2 separate regions of the Mus musculus genome follow, and region 2 is linked to region 1. The links are chromatin contacts, called in public HiChIP or PLAC-seq maps. All regions are on one chromosome and are shown on one strand. Each heading gives the region's core, a stretch centred on a gene start, on an enhancer-like site or on the middle of the called end of the contact. The rest is flanking DNA. Distances are from core to core; before and after follow the strand shown. Region 1 has its middle 39 kb from the start of Gm17745. Region 2 has its middle 8.5 kb from the start of n-TDgtc8.

Evidence for each region. HiChIP or PLAC-seq counts read pairs in DNA pulled down with a chosen protein or histone mark.
Region 2: a BATF HiChIP or PLAC-seq map of CD8 T cells shows a contact between it and region 1, with 5 read pairs. The contact joins two enhancer-like sites. A contact is called at or near these places in 1 of 484 Hi-C or Micro-C datasets (Th1 cells), 4 of 115 datasets of contacts at active chromatin or transcription factors (CD8 T cells, bone marrow-derived macrophages, embryonic stem cells and 1 more) and 1 of 9 other capture datasets (adipose tissue).

What each region holds. Positions count from the first base shown.
Region 1 is chr10:93,374,020-93,376,719 of GRCm38.p6, reverse strand. No RefSeq gene overlaps it. Among named protein-coding and RNA genes, the nearest start is that of Gm17745, 39 kb to the right of the region's middle. Within about 2 kb of position 1,294, at least 107 of the 459 cell types and tissues checked have an H3K27ac peak or open chromatin away from gene starts, as enhancers often do. A contact at or near this core is called in CD8 T cells, Th1 cells and bone marrow-derived macrophages, where this site is marked.
Region 2 is chr10:93,443,117-93,446,000 of GRCm38.p6, reverse strand. No RefSeq gene overlaps it. Among named protein-coding and RNA genes, the nearest start is that of n-TDgtc8, 8.5 kb to the left of the region's middle. Within about 2 kb of position 1,395, at least 61 of the 459 cell types and tissues checked have an H3K27ac peak or open chromatin away from gene starts, as enhancers often do. A contact at or near this core is called in CD8 T cells, Th1 cells and bone marrow-derived macrophages, where this site is marked.

The sequences.
Region 1 (2,700 bases), core at 45-2,544:
TTGCCTTTGTATTTCTGTCCCCCCCCCCCCGCTCCCTGGAGACAGAATTCAGTCCGATCTCTGTTTTTATCATCACACCCTTGAAGTTACTCTATTCGTTGGGGAATGTTGACTCCGATTTTGGTGGAGGGAGGGGTCCTTTCTGGAGTTGGGTTTCCTGTCCCTCCAGGCTCTCTACTTCCTTCCTGGAGCTGCAAACAGATCCTTCCTTTGTCTTGTGGGACGTGTCCTGCCCACCTCTGTGGAGAGGATGAAACCCTATTTGTCATATTAGACAGTGCTGCCTTTCCAAGAGAAGCTGTGAACATTCTCTCTACGCATCAAGCCTTTCTTTGTATCCTCCTTTATAGATGAGAAAACAGAGTTGTTCACCCAAGTGATGCTGTTGGGAGTGACAGGCAGGTCAGTCTAAATCCCAGCTCCCTTTGCTCAGCTACTGTGCTCTGTTTTCCACCGAGATGGAGGACTGCCCGGGAGGGAGACCCGAAGAAAGAAGTCAAAAGTCCCCAGTGGCTGGGTCCACATAAGAGAATCAACTTCAAAAGAAGTATTCATTTCTGATTACCTCCCCGCCATCTGAAGGTGAATGCTTCATACACCTTCTTCCAGAGTGAGAGAGGTAGACAAGATTGGCTGTGTTCACATCTGACCCCCACCACCACCCTAGACACCACCAAATACACAAGGGTCCTCCATGAGAGAAATGTAGGTGACCCAAAAGGCCACAGTTACTGTGCTTAGCTTAGTAAGAGAGTTGGCACCCCCGTAGGGTCAACTAGAGTAGAGGGCCCAGGCGTGGGGGGTCTGCCCACTGCTTGACCTGAGACAATTCTGGGAGACAGCAGTGAACAGACTCTTAGGAGAGAAGAGGAGAAGGAATCAGGAAATGATAAAGGAAGACCTGTTCCACGTTGGGGAAAAAAAAGGGGGGGGGGCAATGTTTGAGCCAAAGTGAATTTTGGTCACTGAAGCTAGAAGCTAGACAAGTTCATATGGGCCTAGGTCTCAGCTTGGCTCTTTGGAGCGCTTGCTTCCAAGTCAGGGACCTTCATTAAATGACAAGGAAGTCAGTGTCTCTAGCTATAAACAAAGCCTTGTTTCCTGAGTCCAGAATGCCCAGGGAGAGCCATTATCGCTCTGGTGTTGCGAATTCTGACCCTCCTCCACGGCTGAGTGTATGATCTCTTCTGCTGACCTGCTGACACGAACCTAGAGGAAAGCAAAGAACAGGAGGAGCCCCGCCTTTAGGAAGTTCTGAGCCCAGAGCAGCAAAACCGGGCTTCCTCTCCCCTTCACTCTCAGATCTCAAAGGTCACTGTGGTCTGGCAAGCCCTGCCCCCGCCCCGTCGAGGCCTGGTTCAGCTCAGCTCCTCTTACCTCACACCCTACCAGCCAGCAGCCCCCCAAGTTGAGACACAGCCACCTCTCTAGCCCACCTGTCCCCTGGTTGGACTTTCGGACATCTGCTCTTAAGACACAAAGGAAACCAAAACCCAAGGTCACAGTGGCAGATGCTGCCAGGCCTCAGGAAGTATGCTTCTGGTCCAGGGGACAGCCCTGGGCAGCCCTGGAAAGAGGAAATCCTCTTTGGCATCCAAAACAAAGATTGTGTAGACCAGTGTTGTCCCTAACGACCAGCCATCTGTAAGCTGTGACAGCCTCCGATTAGTCCCAGCTTCTAGGTGTGCTGGAAAGAATGCACAGGGGTGGTAATGGATGGTAATGAAAGGTTACAGGTCTGGATGACTAAATGGCACCAGTGTGAGGTCCAGGAATCCCAATTAGCAAGGCTCCTATAGAAACAGATGGAGCCGAAAGGTGTATTGGCTCTTCAGTGTGAGCAGATCTGTGGGCCCAGGCCAAGACACTACTGAATCACATGTCTAGGATCTTAATGTTTCCCTACCACAGATGAAGACTTGGGACTATAAACTCTAAACCTAGCATCTGGGTTCGGTGCACCTCCCCTACTACCCCTGACCCCCCACAGTATCCAAATTCTAAAACTCTGTGCATTTTGTCTTTTATATAGTTGGTAACTAATTACCATATCCCAAGAATAGTCACATCAATTGGTGACAAGTTTGGAAATGTGACAAGTCCCCCCCCCCTTTTTAAAGTGGAATCAGCCCGCTAATTGCACAGGCTATACAAAAGGCAAAGTGTCTAATTTCTCACCTCTGGGGCTGTCAGATCCCTGCTCTATTCTGCTGGAGGCTTAATTCATGCTGTCAGGGTTACCATGGAAGATTGTATATGCAACTCTAATTTGAGTGCTGTGGGTTCCACACTTTCTCATCCTAATGGCTCCTGATCAGGGTCAAATTTGCTCCTGCAAAGACATCTGGTGATACACATGGAGACAATTCCAGTTGCTGCCATTTGGAGAGGGGACATGCTCCTGATATCTATCTATCCAGCAGGTAGAGACCCGAGCATCTCTATGCAAAGATTCAGCCAGCCCGGAGGATGCTAGTGTTGAGATTGGGAACTCTAGACTAGACTGAGAGCTGAACCAAGAAAAGAAAGGCCAGTCAGTGAGCTGTGGAGAAAGGCCAGGAAGGTCTGTGAGAGGCAGCTGCTCTCAGGGGCCAGCAGTGTCAGGAAGAAACCCAGATTTTCATGAGCAAACAGAGTTTGCCAGATTTAATTAGCTCCCCGATGGATAAACCCGTCAACTCCAAAGGCACTACCAGAAGC
Region 2 (2,884 bases), core at 146-2,645, 69 kb before region 1:
AAGAGATAAGAAGTATGTGGCCAGAGAGCCTGGGTGGATAGTCTGGGCTTTCCTTAATTATAGAAGTTAGCATTCCTTTTAGATTCTGCCCCATAGTTACCTGGCAACAGCCAGGTATGCAGACTCACTACGAAAGGAGCTGTTTGCCCCCTCCTTTCTCTCTCTCTCTCTTATGCTCTTACTCTCTGCCCCTTCTCCCTGTCCCCCCATTTCCCTCTCACCTTCTTTCCCCAAGTGTTCCTCGCTGCCTCTCTCTCTCCTCTTCTCTCTCTCCACCTTTCTCTGTCTCTACCCCCTCCTCAACTCCTCTTTCCATGTCCTAAATAAACTATTCCTATACCCGTTTAGTGGCTGGTACCTCACAAGGAAGGGATGCCTCAGCATGGGCCTGCAGAGGCACCCCTTCCACCTCAGCATACTCTGCTTCTAGTGTTTCTGTCTAACATATCCTTGCTTGCTCGCTCGCTCGCTCTTTCTCTCTCTCTCTCCCTCCCTCCCCCTCCCTTCTCTCTCTCTCTCTCTCTCTCTTTCTTTCTTTCATATTTTTTTTTATAAAATACAACACTAGGTTTCCAGTGAGCGAGGCCAGCACCATGTGAATGTTCTATAGGTAGCTACCGTTGCCTGGGATCTTTTTTGCAAGACACTGTGCAAGCGGGCGCGTGGGGGTGGGAGGGAGGGGACGGTAGGAGTATGAAAGAGAGTGAAGAAGGTGAATCTATAAATGAGGTCAAAAGACAGAGTCAGACTTAGCAATCTGGAGAGACAGAGAATATGGAAAGAAGGAGGCAGAACTCATCATGGGTGGCTTGCTCTCCTGTGCCATGGCAAGAGGAAGACACACTTGACCTGTGCCCATACTCACCAAAAATAGTTCTAGGAAGTCTTAAGAAACTCCCAGTGGCAGGGGGGGATAAAAGGTCAGTAGACCCCCAAACCACAAAGAGAAATAGAAGCAGATTCCTGTCTACCCACCTCCCTCTGTGTCCTCCCCTTACCACAGCTGACCTGGCTACCTTGAAGTTGCCTGAGGCCGCTGCCTTGTTCTTCCATCAGCATAGATGGCCCAAGGTCCTTGGCCTGACAACATTTCCTCCCACTCTTAGCAAGGTTCTCCTCCCTCCCCACCAGGCCTCTATTCCCTTCGGTTTGGGATACAACCACGGTTCTCAGCCCGTGCGTGGATCTCGACCCCATCGTGGTCAAACAATCTTTCCACAGGGGTTGCCTAAGGCCATCCGGAGAATGAAGATCTTTACATTGTGACTCATAAGAGTAACAAAAATACAGCTATGAAGTAGCAGCAAAAGTAATTTTATGGCTGGGGGTGGGGTGGGTGGAGTCACCCCACTGTGAGGAACTGTATGAAAGGGTGCAACACATAATGCGTGGTTGAGAGCCGCTGGGCTTGTGTGGGAGCCCAGCGAGTTCCTCCCGAGGACGTTTGAGAAAGGTGGAGGAACTAACTCAACTGCCACTTTTGCGTTTAACTTACACAATGGTTAAAGCAATACTGAGCCGTTTGCTGCATGGTGTGCTTTTTTTTTTTTTTTTTAAATCCTTGTGTGACCTCCTGCAAAGGATTCTGTACTTAAAAGTACAAGGCACAGGAGACATTTGGCTAACTTTGTAAAGCAGTCTAAATGGCCTCCTCCCGGCTCCCCAGCTGCTCCCCCACACCGTGGCTCACAGCGGGCAGGGGCTGTTGAGTGTCTCCCACACTAGCTTGCCTCTTGTCTCTCTGTGTACTCCTGAGAAGCAGACCTGCCTGAACAAAATAGGCTGTCTGGCAGTCCTTGGTGGAGCCTGAGTAGCTCTACTGGTCAGGTGACTCTCTCTGTTCCCACACACGATGAAAGGGAGGACACGGCATTGCCACCCAAAAGCCTCATTAGAAACGAAGAGCTCAGAGAACGGGAGTCTGCATCTTTCTCCAGATCCCCTGATGATTCGTGTGCATAGGAAGTTAGAGGCTCGAAGGTCACCTTTGGAACTGAAGAAAGTTTAGTTCAGGAGTTCACCAACTACATCAGGACCCACTCTTTGGAGATCCACTGAGCTGGCTACTTCAGTATTCCCTTGTTGCACTAAAGCGCACTCTACAACCAAACAGTAGAGACCCAAATCACCCATTTTCCTTCTCTGAGCCTGGTTGTTCAATGATTGAATAAGTTGGTAAATAGATGGATGAATGGGATTTCATGTGAGGGTCTAGTCATTCTTTATTTTTATCTCTCTATCTAATATCTATTTTTATGTACATTGGTGTTTTGCTTGCTTGTATATCTGTGTAAGGGTGTCAAGTCCCTTGGAATTGGGGTTTTAGACAGCTGTGAACTGCCATGTGGGTGCTGAGAATTGAGCCCAGGTTCTCTGGAAGAGCAACCCCACCCCCATCTCTCCAGCCCCAAGGATCTAACCATTCTTTTATTTGATGCTTTACTCAGTGTTGCTCCCTGAATTTAAAGTTAGAAATAATCGTGTTGTTAGTATTCAGTTAAAAAACAAAGAGCCCCACCATCTAATAAAGCCCCCTTCCTTAAATTCCTTTCAGGATGTTTTCAATCTCGCTCCCTGAGGCTAACTACTTACCACCTGTGATTTGCATATCACTTTGACCTATTTTGCTGTTGATATGTTGCTATTTCTCTTATTTATGAGCAGAAGTGTACACCTCTCCTTTCCATACTTAGCTCCTTGGGCTGTCCGTGATGTGTGTGAGATTCTTCCATATTGCTGTCTACACTTCTAGATTGTGTATTCTCACTGCTGTGAGGCATTGTTCCCTGTGTGGACACACAGCATTCCAGACCCTGGGTTATTACGACTGATGGTCCCACCGGCATCCTACTGTATGCCTGGTGGCAAACAGACTGTGTAGCCA